Regions from separate parts of the Mus musculus genome. Here regions 1, 2 and 3 are each linked to region 4. The links are chromatin contacts, called in public Hi-C and promoter capture Hi-C maps. All regions are on one chromosome and are shown on one strand. The core of a region is the stretch at or near the end of the contact, and the rest is flanking DNA. Distances in the headings are between cores, read along the strand shown.

Evidence for each region. Promoter capture Hi-C pulls out the DNA fragments that hold promoters and counts their contacts. Hi-C and Micro-C count contacts between places; a contact is called where the count stands out from the background.
Region 1: a promoter capture Hi-C map of liver shows a contact between it and region 4, with 9 times the contacts expected there. The contact joins the promoter of Ces3a here to the promoter of Ces2a in region 4. A contact is called at or near these places in 17 of 39 promoter capture datasets (the 3T3-L1 cell line, the HPC-7 cell line, cranial neural crest and 8 more), 4 of 484 Hi-C or Micro-C datasets (liver and nephron progenitors), 2 of 115 datasets of contacts at active chromatin or transcription factors (hepatocytes and liver) and 2 of 9 other capture datasets (adipose tissue and liver).
Region 2: a contact with region 4 is called in a Hi-C map of liver, with 2.7 times the contacts expected there. The contact joins the enhancer-like site here to the promoter of Ces2a in region 4. A contact is called at or near these places in 10 of 39 promoter capture datasets (the C10 cell line, cranial neural crest, embryonic stem cells and 5 more), 1 of 15 datasets of contacts at CTCF or cohesin (pro-B cells), 10 of 484 Hi-C or Micro-C datasets (the Ba/F3 cell line, the G1E-ER4 cell line, adipose-derived mesenchymal stem cells and 4 more), 1 of 115 datasets of contacts at active chromatin or transcription factors (hepatocytes) and 4 of 9 other capture datasets (adipose tissue, liver, macrophages and 1 more).
Region 3: a promoter capture Hi-C map of embryonic stem cells shows a contact between it and region 4, with 3 times the contacts expected there. The contact joins the promoter of Ces2h here to the promoter of Ces2a in region 4. A contact is called at or near these places in 3 of 39 promoter capture datasets (embryonic stem cells, hippocampal neurons and liver), 1 of 484 Hi-C or Micro-C datasets (liver) and 3 of 9 other capture datasets (adipose tissue, embryonic stem cells and liver).

Annotation. Positions count from the first base shown.
Region 1 is chr8:105,047,325-105,050,551 of GRCm38.p6, forward strand. Ces3a (carboxylesterase 3A) reads left to right here and starts at 1,275. Exons shown (of 13, transcript NM_198672.1): 1 at 1,275-1,387; 2 at 2,549-2,753; 3 at 2,859-2,997; 4 at 3,158-3,227. The coding sequence starts at 1,297.
Region 2 is chr8:105,020,488-105,023,502 of GRCm38.p6, forward strand. No RefSeq gene overlaps it. Among named protein-coding and RNA genes, the nearest start is that of Ces2h, 21 kb to the left of the region's middle. Within about 2 kb of position 1,659, at least 3 of the 459 cell types and tissues checked have an H3K27ac peak or open chromatin away from gene starts, as enhancers often do. A contact at or near this core is called in hepatocytes and liver, where this site is marked.
Region 3 is chr8:104,999,262-105,002,334 of GRCm38.p6, forward strand. It overlaps Ces2h (carboxylesterase 2H), which reads left to right and starts at 1,569. Exons shown (of 12, transcript NM_001272045.2): 1 at 1,569-1,664. The coding sequence starts at 1,592.
Region 4 is chr8:104,732,314-104,735,307 of GRCm38.p6, forward strand. It overlaps Ces2a (carboxylesterase 2A), which reads left to right and starts at 1,690. Exons shown (of 12, transcript NM_133960.5): 1 at 1,690-1,834; 2 at 2,384-2,588. The coding sequence starts at 1,759.

The sequences.
Region 1 (3,227 bases), core at 25-2,524, 310 kb after region 4:
CTCTATTTTAAAGACCAGGCTGGGATTCCTTCTACAAGTTCACCTCCAGCTCCCAACCTCCTCGTGACACACTGAGCAGTTTCTGTGGTTGTGATCCAGCAGGCTTAGGCCACACTTCCACCCTCAGCATACCTTCATTGTGGGCATAAGGTACCAGGACTATGTGCATTCAGAATACAAATAAGGGGTCTTGAAGCTTGTTAGATTTTGACAGAAGTTTGCTGCAGGTTCAGAGTTGCTTCCGGGGGTCTCCCAATGGGGTAATGCCTAAATGGAACCAGAATGGTTACTTGAGGACCTTATAAAGGTCGGGGAAACAGCAAGATGCTTCCTAGGCTTGAAAAGTTGCAGACCCCAATATATAAGTCTATGAAAAATGCTAACATGTAACAGCAATGCAGTAGGCCTTGGGACATCCCTCATCACAGATATGTGGATGCTGGGCTTAGAGACTTAGAGATGTCTCCGTGCTTCTGGGCTTCAGTCTTTCTTGGAATGATTGCTCTTTTCTGCTTGCTCTGTCCTCCTTCAGAGAATAGGACCTTATCTTGACTTGGGCCAGTCATTGGGCCATCTCTGTTCCATCTTTATTCCTGAGCATCTCATAAGTGGGACAAATTGTGTCCCTTCACTAGAAATCCTGCCTGGCTACAGGAAGTGGCCACTTCAGTCTCCATATCCGCAGATGCTCAGAGTCTCAGCTAGGGTCACCCCCATAGACTCCCAGGATCCTCCTCACCCATTCCCAGTTCTCAAACTAGTCCCAGAATGCCCCAACATATTTCCATTCTCATGCCCAGCCCTCTCCCTCACCCCTTCACACACCTGCTCCCTTTCCCCACCCCCCTCCTCGGCCTCTCTCACAGTTTCCTCCCTTCATTAACCAAGCTCAGAGTCTATCTAACATGCAGTGCAGCTACAGTCCTAAGAGTGAAGCACCATGGCAAGCAAGAGTTGAAAATTATCTATGGAGGAGGGAAGATGGTGTGAGGAGAGGGTGTTAAATCATCAGACCTCTCCAGAAGACACTGCTGATCTGAGAGCAGGCAGAACACACTTGTATTTCTTGCACTGAGAAAGTAGAGGCAGGAGGATCAGGGGATAAAGGACAGTCTCCTCCATCAGGCACTTTCAAGGCCAGGCTGAACCTGTCTCAAAAACAAAAAAAATAAGAATACACAATTTCAGAGCTGGCCTCCAACCAATCAGGGCAGACCAAGTTAATTTTCACAAGATAAGAGGTTCAATAAAAGGCAAGTCCTCTCCAGCTTTCCACAGCTTTGTCCACAGTCCATTATGACAAATATGGAGACAACGGCACAAGCTGGGTCCAGTGTCCGAGTCTGGATGGCCTGTCTGCTCCTGATATTTCCTACCACTGTCATTGGTAAGACATACTCCCTGAACGAGTGAAGTGGGGTTTCTGGCTCTGTGGCAAACCTGAGGAAGGAGGAGACTGGAGTGAGGCAGTAAGAGTGAACACCCTTCTCTGAGAAGGTGCCCAAAATAGAAGAGTACAGGTGTGGTATATCCCGACTGGGCAGAGTCATTATTATCTGAATGATCTATTTTTTTTAAAGACTGAACTCAGGAGTTTAACATATGAAGAAAGCTCCAACACTAAGCTATATCCTCACTCTTACCTTTATGTTTTAATCAGTCATGGTAAAATGAAAAAGAATGTCATAAATGAAGCCTACTTACAGATCACTGAAAAATTGGGGATACAAATAACCCCATGAGGACATAGAGGGGAGGCACAAGATGACTGAACAAGTAGTGGGAAATGGGGAGAGAATACTCTCTTCTTCTTCTTCTTCTTCTTCTTCTTCTTCTTCTTCTTCTTCTTCTTCTTCTTCTTCTTCTTCTGCTTCTGCTTCTGCTTCTGCTTCTGCTTCTGCTTCTGCTTCTTCCTCTTCCTCTTCCTCTTCCTCTTCTTCTTCTTCTTCGGCTTCGACTTTGGCTTCATCGTCATCATCCACCTCGACCTACTCATCCTCCTCCACATCCTCCTCCTCCTGCTCCATACTCCTGCTCCTCCTCCTCTTCTTGCTTTCACAAGTGGGCAAGAATAAGCAATGCAGGCTAAGCAGATTGGTTGACTACCACACCTTAGTTAACATGTGAGTAACTGAGGTTCAAGCTGGGAGCAAGTCTGATTCAGACTAGAGATTGGGACACAAGGTAAGGTAGAGGAAGTCAGGGATAATCATGGAGAGAGGAGCCAAGCCTGCTAGCCACACACTTGTATTTCTTGCACTGAGAAGGTAGAGGCAGGAGGATCAGGGGATAAAGGACAGTCTCCTCCATCAGGCACTTTCAAGGCCAGGCTGAACCTGTCTCAAAAAACAAAAAAATAAGAATCATGAAGGTAGCCACTTGTTGAAGAGCCTAGCCATAATGCTGGGTGGAGAGTATTCAGAATAGAACCCAACAAATAGATGCTGGAGGAGCAAGTCTTCCTTCATTTTAAAAGTCCATTATTTCCCCCACCCCTTCATGGAGACTGTAAACTCAGCACCCAATGACCCTTCTCTCCCTTTCTCAGGACCCAAAGTCACTCAGCCTGAAGTGGATACCCCCCTGGGTCGTGTTCGAGGCCGGCAGGTGGGTGTGAAGGACACAGACCGCATGGTAAATGTCTTCCTGGGCATCCCCTTTGCTCAAGCACCACTGGGACCTCTTCGGTTCTCAGCTCCACTCCCACCACAGCCCTGGGAAGGTGTGAGAGATGCCAGCATCAATCCCCCAATGTGAGTACCCCTGCAGGAGGTGGAAAGTGGGCAGGGTGGTGAAAATTGCTGTATGGCAGAGTATGTGGAGCTGAGGGCTGGCCCTGGGATTTCCATTGGCTACAGGTGCCTTCAGGATGTAGAGAGAATGAGCAACAGCAGATTCACCCTCAATGAAAAGATGAAAATCTTCCCCATTTCTGAGGACTGCCTGACCCTCAACATCTACAGCCCCACTGAGATCACTGCAGGGGACAAAAGGCCGGTATATAGTCCAGAGGACCCCATCCAACTCAACTATGACAAATGACCTTCTACATCCCTGTTTCCTAAACACTCCAGAAGTCCTTAAAATACCCTGGGCTACAAGGTGAGTGGCTGGAGTCCAAGAAGCTGGGGCCACTGATTCAAAGCCATTTCTCTAGGTCATGGTATGGATCCACGGAGGCTCTCTGCTGGTTGGCTCCTCCACATCTCATGATGGATCAGCACTGG
Region 2 (3,015 bases), core at 409-2,908, 290 kb after region 4:
CACGGGATCCACACTTTTACATAGTCATTAGGTTCATAAACTCGACAATTATGAAGTTTCCCCTACAGGATGTATGTTCCTTGCTAAGCCTGATATGAGTCACTTCTGTTACACACAACAAACATACAAGAAACAATAGATGGGTGAGTTGCAGTAGATAATACTTTCCTCCAGGCTACAGTATGCATGGTTCCTCCCTCCTTCCCCTCCACCTCCTCTTTACCTCTCCTCTCACTTCTCAGGCCCTCAACTACTAGTGCTGTCCCTGGGGAGAATCTCACTAACCTTGGTGATGGATGTTCCCTTGTGGTGGGGCTCACCTCACACAGACTCCTCTGTGCTGGCTTAATGTCAATTTGACACAAGCTAGGAGTTACCTAAAAGGAGGGAATCTCTATTGAGAAAATGCCTCCGGAAGATTCTGCTGGAGGGTATTTTCTTAAATAGTGATTGATGGGGGAAGGCCCAGCCCGTGGCAGGTGGTGCCACCTTTGAGCTGGTGGTCCTGGATTCTATAAGAAAGGAAGTTGAGCAAGCCATGAAGAGCAAACAAGTCAGCAGCACCCCTCCATGGACTCTGCATCAGCTCCAGAGGCCTCCAAATTCCTGTCCTCTTTGAGTTCTTGCCCTGACATCCTTCAGTGATAAACAGTGCTGTGGACGTGTAAGCCAAATAAACCCTTTCCTCCCCAAGTTGCTTTGGTCATGGTATTTTGTCGCACCAATAGTAACCCTAACTAAGACATACCTCTTAATGCCAAAATAATGTAGATTGCGTTTGCACATAGTAATGGGAACTAATTATGGGAAATATATGGCCTTCTCTATGGTCCCTGAAGGTTGAATGTCATCTATCATTGGCACTTAAATCAAGATACCCTCCATTTTCAGTGTGGCACATTTCTGCAACTGTAACCCTTCCACTAAGGAAGCTAGACAGGAAGATCTCCATCCCAGGTCAGCCTGGTGACATATCAAACACTGGCTCCAAATAAATAAATACGAAAACCTATCCCCTTCTATTTCTGTCCAAAGTGGTGATTGGATTCATTTTTGTGAGACGCAGCATTAGGTATGCACACAGGATGCTGATTCCTGAACTACTCTGCAGGTAAGTGTGGAGAAGGCCCAGGCAGGTTTCTCGTGTCCTGTCTTTTGCCGTTACACCAGTGTGGCTTGGTCTGCAGACACTATGAGACGCTGTGCAGATACTTGACAATTGCACATCTCCAAAAAAGGGTCATCTGTGAGACCCTCCTTGGATGTGGGATTGTGGTGAGAAACGGAAGATCCAGACATACCAAGGAGCAGAAGTTTCCACCCCCTGACCCTATGGGGGCCTATTCATCAGAGAGGTACCTTCATGCCCTTCATAGTCCCTCTGCAACCTGTGGACCATCTGACCATCTCTCATTTGTGAAGGAATTCATGTGAGTAACACCGCATCATTGTCCCTAAATATTCTTTTTCCCCCTACCCACACCTCCATCCCTCTCTTGTTTGACTAACCCCCACCCATCCTGCCACCTCTACCACCCCACCCCCATGTAGGCATGAGCGTGTGTACTAGCTATTGCAGGCATGAGTTAAGACCAAAGGTTGATGTTAGGATGTCTCTCTCAATTATTACTCCACTTACTCTTTGAGCTAGGATCTCTGGCTGAACCTTGGTCTTACAGATTTACCTAAGCTGACTATCACATTAGACCAGGCTCTGCCTGTCCCCATTTCTCCCCACTGCAGTTACATGTTCCTGCCCATGCCTGGCTTATGTCTGGCTTTTATATGGGTGCAATGGATCCAAACCTAGATACCCATGCTTGTTCAGAAAGCTTTACTCTACCCCCCTCTCCCCCAGATTTGGCTACTTTTTAAGACTTAATTACTTCATGTATATGAGTATTTTGCCTGCATATGTGTTAACATGTTTGGCTACTTTTAATAAAGCTTTACGAATATTTACACACATGGCTTTACATAATCACATGCTTTCAATTTTAGAGTCCAGACCTGGAGCTGAAGCGCTGAGTCCTGTGGAAAACTTGTTGAACCTTTAGAAAAATTTCAGGGCTAGCTCTCAGCTCCATGGTAGAGAGCTTGCCTAGTATGTACAAAGCCCTGGATTCAATCACAGCACCACCAAAGCCAAATATAAAGCCAAATTAGGTGGCATAGGCCTGTAATCCCAACTACTCAGAGGTCTGAGGCAAAAAAAAAAAGATTGCAAGTTAAGACCTGCCTGAGCTACAGAACAAACTACAAACCATCTGATATACTTAACGAGACCCTGTGTCAAAACAAAAGCAAACAAAAGAGAGAACGGTGTTAAAATTAGAGCTCATGTCGGAGCACTTGGCTAGCATGTGGAAGACCTTAGGTCCAATCCCCAGAATTAGAAACACATAAAATGGGGCGGGGGCAGGGAAGAGATGAAGGAAAGAAAAGAAAATGTTGAATCACCTCCAAATGACCATCTCACACCACCCGTGTATCAAAGATGCCAGTTGCTTTGTATCCTCGCAAATCCTTAAAGTAGTGAGCCTGAAATATTATTGCATTGGACGGGTAGGTGCTTCTGGTTGTAGATGTTTCCCTAGATTTTATAGTGTCTGCTTCTAGAGAGAGATACTGAGACTGAGACAGACACAGGGATAGACATAGTTAATATGTTACTGTAGTACCACTTTAAGAGAAGTGATTTTCACTTTTCTCATGCTTTGGAAGCCTTCCATTCCACTCTGGCATGAAAGACAAGGTGCTCCGTGCATGGCAGCAGGAGCATATGATGACAAGCCCTCACTTGGCAGCAGATCAGACAGCAGAGGGAGCCAGAACAGAACCTGAGGTAGGTACAACTTTCAAAGACCAGTGCCTTAGTTAGGGTTTCCATTGCTATGATGATAAAACATAACCAAAACAACTTAGGGAGAAGGGGTGTATTCTGCTTCCACATCATATTTCATCACTGAAGGAAGTCACAGCAGAAACTCTAAAAGGGCAGGAACCTGGAGGAAA
Region 3 (3,073 bases), core at 319-2,818, 270 kb after region 4:
AAACCGGGCAGCCAGTACAGGATCTGAACCGTGTCCTTGAAGGGAGGTTGTGCAACATTTTTATAGGTTAGGAACACAGAGCAAGGAGAGAGGGGCGGTGTTATCCAATTGTATTTTGACATTATGGGTTAAACCTGTTGGAGACTGGGTCATATCCAGGGCACTTGGCTTCAAGGTCCTTAATTCATTCTCCTAGATATTAGGTCCAGAGCTCAGAGTGATAAAGAGACAAAGAAGCAGGTCATTCCTAGGCCTGGGAACGTGAACTGGTTTAAACCTGCCAGCAAGATGGAGAAGTTGTCATTGAGATGGCTGTACTTAGACAACTGTTTTCAACAGAAGCCGTTGAGCTATAGGGAAGTCCCCAGCTCCCCTAAGGCCTGGGACCTTGAATTTAACTTTTCCCTAAGATTAAATAATCTGAAAACAAAATGGTAGTTTCTTTTGAACAAAATATTCATATAGCTAGGGGAATAGTTTGACCGCTGGATTCTTTACGAGGTAGGGCCTAGCTAGAAGAATTACTAGGGGTGGGCATGCACTGATATTCGATTGCAGATATTCACCTGGACTTTCATTTATTATTTATTTATTTGTTTATTATTGTTGCTTTTACTGTTATTGTTGTTACTATGATTTTGCTTGTTTGGATTTTGTCTGTTGACACTCAGCCTTCCTGTGTAACTATGATTTAACCAAACTCAGGATTCACCTGCCTCCACTTCCCAAGTTCTGGGACTATTCACACTAGTCAACATTGCCTTTAGACTCCTTTTTTTTATTTATTATTTTATTTTATTTTATTTTATTTCTCTCTCTGTGTCTCTCTGTCTCTGTCTCTCTCTGTCTCTCTGTCTCTCTCTGTCTCTGTCTCTGTCTCTCTCTCTCTCTCCCTCTCTCTCTCTCTCTCTGTGTGTGTGTGTGTGTGTGTGTGTGTGTGTGCATGCATGCACACATACAGAAATGTCCCTGAGACCAAGGAAGAGTCCATGCAGATTTTCACACCATGACTATGGGGATTAAGGGACCAGGGCAGGAGAAACAAGTAAATCATGAATCCAGAAACGAACGAGAAGTTTTCAGGATTGAAGGAACCGTCGTAGCTGCCTTGTATTTGCCCTCCCAGCTCCCTTCGCCCCACAATAGGTGTGGCCATTCTCTAATGTGGGTCACTATGGTGTGTCTCTTCAGAGAAGCCCTTCGATTTCTCTAGCATCAGCTTTCTGCTCTGTCTTCTCATCCCTGACACCTTCCTTCCACCTGTGACTGTCATGTCCTTACACTTAGTGGTTGCAAGTTGCAGGTGCAGGTCCCTGTGTTTAAGGGGCTGTAGACGCCACATAGCACCTTCAGAGGAGGTCAAAAGAAACACAGGAAGTGTGGAGGTGTCTATAATCCCTGTCTGCTGATTTTGGCTTTCACAAGCCCAGTCTGCTCAGAGTCGTTCTCCTGCAGTACCCACCCTGCCAGGCCCCACCCAGAGCCCTGCCCACACTCTGCAGGGTCCAAACTCCAGCTCCAATCCTCAGTTGCCTTCTGGTAAAGCCTGACCTGCCCTACAGAAGTTCAGAAACACGCCTGTGTACCAACCATGAGACTGGAACAAATTCATGCTCGGCTAACCACCGCGACCTGTGGGCTCCTGCTTCTCCTCCGGGTCCAGGGTGAGGCTCTCAGGGGAGTGAAGGGAATTATGTCAGAGCTGCCAAACTGTGAAGAGACTAAGGGAGAGTAAGGGAGGAAATGGCCAAGGATGGGCAAGGAAATGGCAAGGCTGAAATGGTGAAGCCCATTGCTTACTTGTGTGATACTCTGCAAGTGTCAAGGTGGGCCGCCTAAAGCTAAAAGCATAGTGGCTACCTGAAGATGCTCGCCTTCAAGGATGGAACTGAAAAGGAGGGGGTTTTGAGGAGTGGCAGATTAACAAGGCCAGACAGACTCAAGATGACGAGTCAGGACATTCCCTATTGTTATTAGACGCGTTCTCACGACCGGCCAGGAAGAACACCACAGACCAGAATCTTCTGCGGCAAAGCTTTATTCTTACATCTTCAGGAGCCAGAGTGTAAGCAGCAAGAGAGCAAGAAGCAAGAGAGAGCGAAGCAAGAGAGAGAAGCAAGAGAGAGAGAAAACGAAACCCCGTCCCTTTTTAAGGAGAATTCTCCTTCGCCTCGGACGTGTCACTCCTTGATTGGCTGCAGCCCATCGGCCGAGTTGACGTCACGGGGAAGGCAGAGCACAAGTAGTCATAAGATACCCTTGGCACATGCGCAGATTATTTGTTTACCACTTAGAACACAGCTGTCAGCGCCATCTTGTAACGGCGAATGTGGGCGCGGCTCCCAACATCTCCCCCTTTTTCTTTTAATAAGAGCAAATAGGCCACCCATATTAATGAGAGTGGAGATAGAGGTCAAATCCCCAGTGTGTAGGTAAAGGAGCCATGTACAGGATTAGCTCTTAGGCTCACAGGCTTTTACCCAGAGCAACCCTGACCTGCTCCCGTGTCGTTTTGCCTGGGGGAAGGGAACTAGGACACTGAACCTTCATGAAAGATGACATGTCTCCCTAGAATAGGCTCATATATGCCGCAGAGCCTTTCCATTGCAGTGCTTAGCCTTGCAACTCTCTCGGGCTGCTGAAGCACACTCACTCTATCCCGTGCAATGAGTCTAGCCTCATGGGATATAAGAGCTGAGTGGCCAGCGACCTATTGCCTAAGCATAGATATATCATATATCAGGGGGAGCTCCATGTTCTAGTCCTGCAAGCGCCTGGGCAATAACCACCTTGTCTCTCCTAGTTTAGGCCTTAAGCTTACAGACCAATCAAAGAAGCAACACTAATCCACAGCAAAGTGTATCTCCAAATAATATTAATCCCACCCATTTTTTAAAGAAAGAAAATGCTGAGGAGATCCAATTGGGTAATCCTTTGGTCAGGGACAGGTCCAAGCGGGTGGAGTTGACCTGAAGTCTCAATTCCCGAAGGGATCTGTTCAAATTCAGCCATCCAATTCTGTAACATATACTGAAAAAGACTTTTTGACAAATTAGCTGCCCTAGTAAATTTA
Region 4 (2,994 bases), core at 440-2,939:
AAAGGTCACCAGGGTTCTCCATGCAGCAAGATCTGCTTGACTCACTAGTGACTACTGTTTGGAACATTCTTTGTTTGGATTCCTGGGCTTAGAATTGGTGTCAACTGGAAGCAGAATGGAGTTGCATCTTATCCCCTCCCCCATCTCACCCCATTCTGCAACATTCTTGGGAACACCAGATTGTCCGAGCCTTGTGGGGGATGCCCAGGATTACTTAGGGCAGATGTATATGAGGTGAATGCTTTGCAAACCCAGAGCCCGAGAAGCTGAGGTAGCAGGCCAATCTGGACTACAGAGAATATCCTGTCTTCAGCACAGAGTAGCTGAAAATGAAGAAGAAACGTGTTCACCTAATTTGAGTTCCACCAATGGCTCTTGTTCTAGAATATGGCTTTTTAGCTTACAGCCAGATGGGCATTTTGCCTGACCACACAGAATTTCATAGCTTTTTCTTTCTTAGAAGAGAAAGCTTTGTGGGCATAGCTGGGCTCTAAGCAGAACCATTTCAGTATTTGTTGTCTGTTACAAGAATGGTCAGGCATCAGTGACTGGTGCCATGTGTATGTATTCTGTATGTGTGTCTGTGGCTATGGCTGTGTGTTTGTGTCTGTGTGTGAGTCTGTGTATATGTGTGGATCTGTGTATGTGTGTGTTTGGAGTGCTTGTGCCTGTGTGTATCTCTCTGTCTATATGTCTGTCTGTCTGTCTGTCTGTCTGTCTGTCTGTCTGTCTGTCGGTCTGTCTCTCTCTCTGTGGGGCTCTGCTGAAGTTTCTTTCCAGCCCTCAAAGCCTGGAGATACTGTGAGGTTCATGTTCATGTGCTCAGAACATCTGTGAATATGTTTGACTGTGAGGTGTGTCTTGGCAACAGAATGGAAACATTAGAAGGTCCAGATATGTTCAGAAGAGCATCCTATCCCTGTCTCCCTGAGTGCCTGCCCTTGCACAGACACTTATTTCTAACTTTTACAGGCCCTCTGAGATCCTTTGGTTGCTTGTGACACAATCACTCACCTTCAGATTCCATATTATTAATTTATTGATGTCCCTAAATCTTCTCTGGGCCCTCTATTAAAAACATTATATACTTATGCCATCATACAATGGAGATGAATGTTGCTCCATCTGCCTCTGTGTCTCCTAAGCAGTTTCTCTCTGTCATTACGGGGTTCTCTCCTCTAATCCCCACGTTCCCAGGCACCCTAAATATGACAAACCTTTATCTTCCCAGGGTGCTAACTTTTGCAGGATTCATAGAGTAACTTGAAGGCCAATCCCAGGACATGACTAAAATGATGATTCTTGTAATGTCAATCTTCCACAACAGGAAGTATCCTGACTGTGTACCTATTGACAAGAGCCCTGTGGCTTCTCCTGTTGCAGCTTTCTGCTCCCTGATCTTCATACCAACACCTACATTGGGATGGTGAGGAAGAGAGTCAGGAATCATGATTCCATATTGGAGGTCAGGGATCCTGGCATTGCAGAAGGACTTCAGATGCCCTGCTGTGTCTGTCCAAGAGGCCAGGGAAGGAAGAGAAACTGCAGAGGTGGCTTTGCCTGCTTGTTGGCTCTTGTCTCCCTGTGGCTTCTGCCTTATCAGTTTTTCTGCAATAAGAACTTTGCCCCATCCAATCAAATGTCCACACCTACACCCCTAAAAGTACAAATTCCTGCTTGGACCAGGCCGATCTGTTTTTGTTTCCTGCTGTGACACTCTCATGTGCAGCAGCACAGGTTTAGGCCTGAGATTCAACCATGCCATTGGCTAGACTTCCTGGTTGGCTGTGTGTTGTTGCCTGTGGGCTCCTGCTTCTCCTCCAGCATGTGCATGGTAAGACTATCTAAATGAGCACAGGGGACTTGGGTCAGAACTGCCCCAGTTCGGCAAAGTCAGAGGCTGAGCTTGTGGGATGGAAGGCACCAGGAAGGGAAAAGGAGCTGGTGGAGAATGACAGGTGACAGTGTGGGGAATGTGTGCTTTGTAATGTCCCACCAGGGCACATGGGGCGGGGGGGGGGCATCAGAGATGTCTGAGGTTAGCACATACTGAGGAGACAACCGGGACAGAACAACAAGCAGGACATGTCCCTCCTCTGTGTGTGCTTGTGGCTAGAAATCCTACAACATTGATAATGATAATAATTCCTTCCTAATGCCAAGTGGCTCTAAGCCTGTCACTTTGTTGACTAGGGAAGAGTCCTGACAGTTTGGAAGAGGGTCAGTGGACAAGGTGTCTGTCCCTAGGGAATCTAGAAGCCCTCATCTCCTCATCCTACTACTGAACTGAGATGACCCAGGTTACCTTCCCCATGTACCATGGTGATGATGAGGTAGAAAGTCCCAAGTGTGGTGACAGCTGATGGCATCTCTCCACTTACAGGCCAGGACTCAGCCAGCCCCATCAGGAACACCCACAGGGGTCAGGTGAGAGGCAGCTTTGTCCACGTGAAGGACACTAAATCTGGTGTCCATGCCTTCCTGGGAATCCCCTTTGCCAAGCCTCCTGTAGGACTACTGCGCTTTGCACCTCCTGAGGACCCTGAGCCATGGAGTGGTGTGAGAGATGGGACCTCACAGCCGGCCATGTAAGTTCTAGACCCAGAGGACTTCAGGCCTGTGCTCTGGGCCACACTGCAGGCTTCCTCCACCTCAGCTCTATAGCAGTTTTCTGCCTATGATGAGGGGCATCTCCCATGCACGTTCTTGATGAATGTGCTAAGAATTAGAGTAGAACAGCTGTGCCAGGCTGCTGGGTCAGAGCACAGCACCTGTAGGGACTTAGTTGTAGGAACTGCAGTAAGGAACAGAGACTGAGCCCATTCTTCACAGTCCCTGTGACCATCCACTGTCCTTGTGCCATTGACTAAGGAACAAGCACACATGCTTCTAACTGGAGACTATGTGGAACAAGGAGGTACCTTATTGGTACTTGGGAGTGAAATGAAGAATGTCTCACTATCATATGGAGTGGCATTGCCCACTCATTCCTAT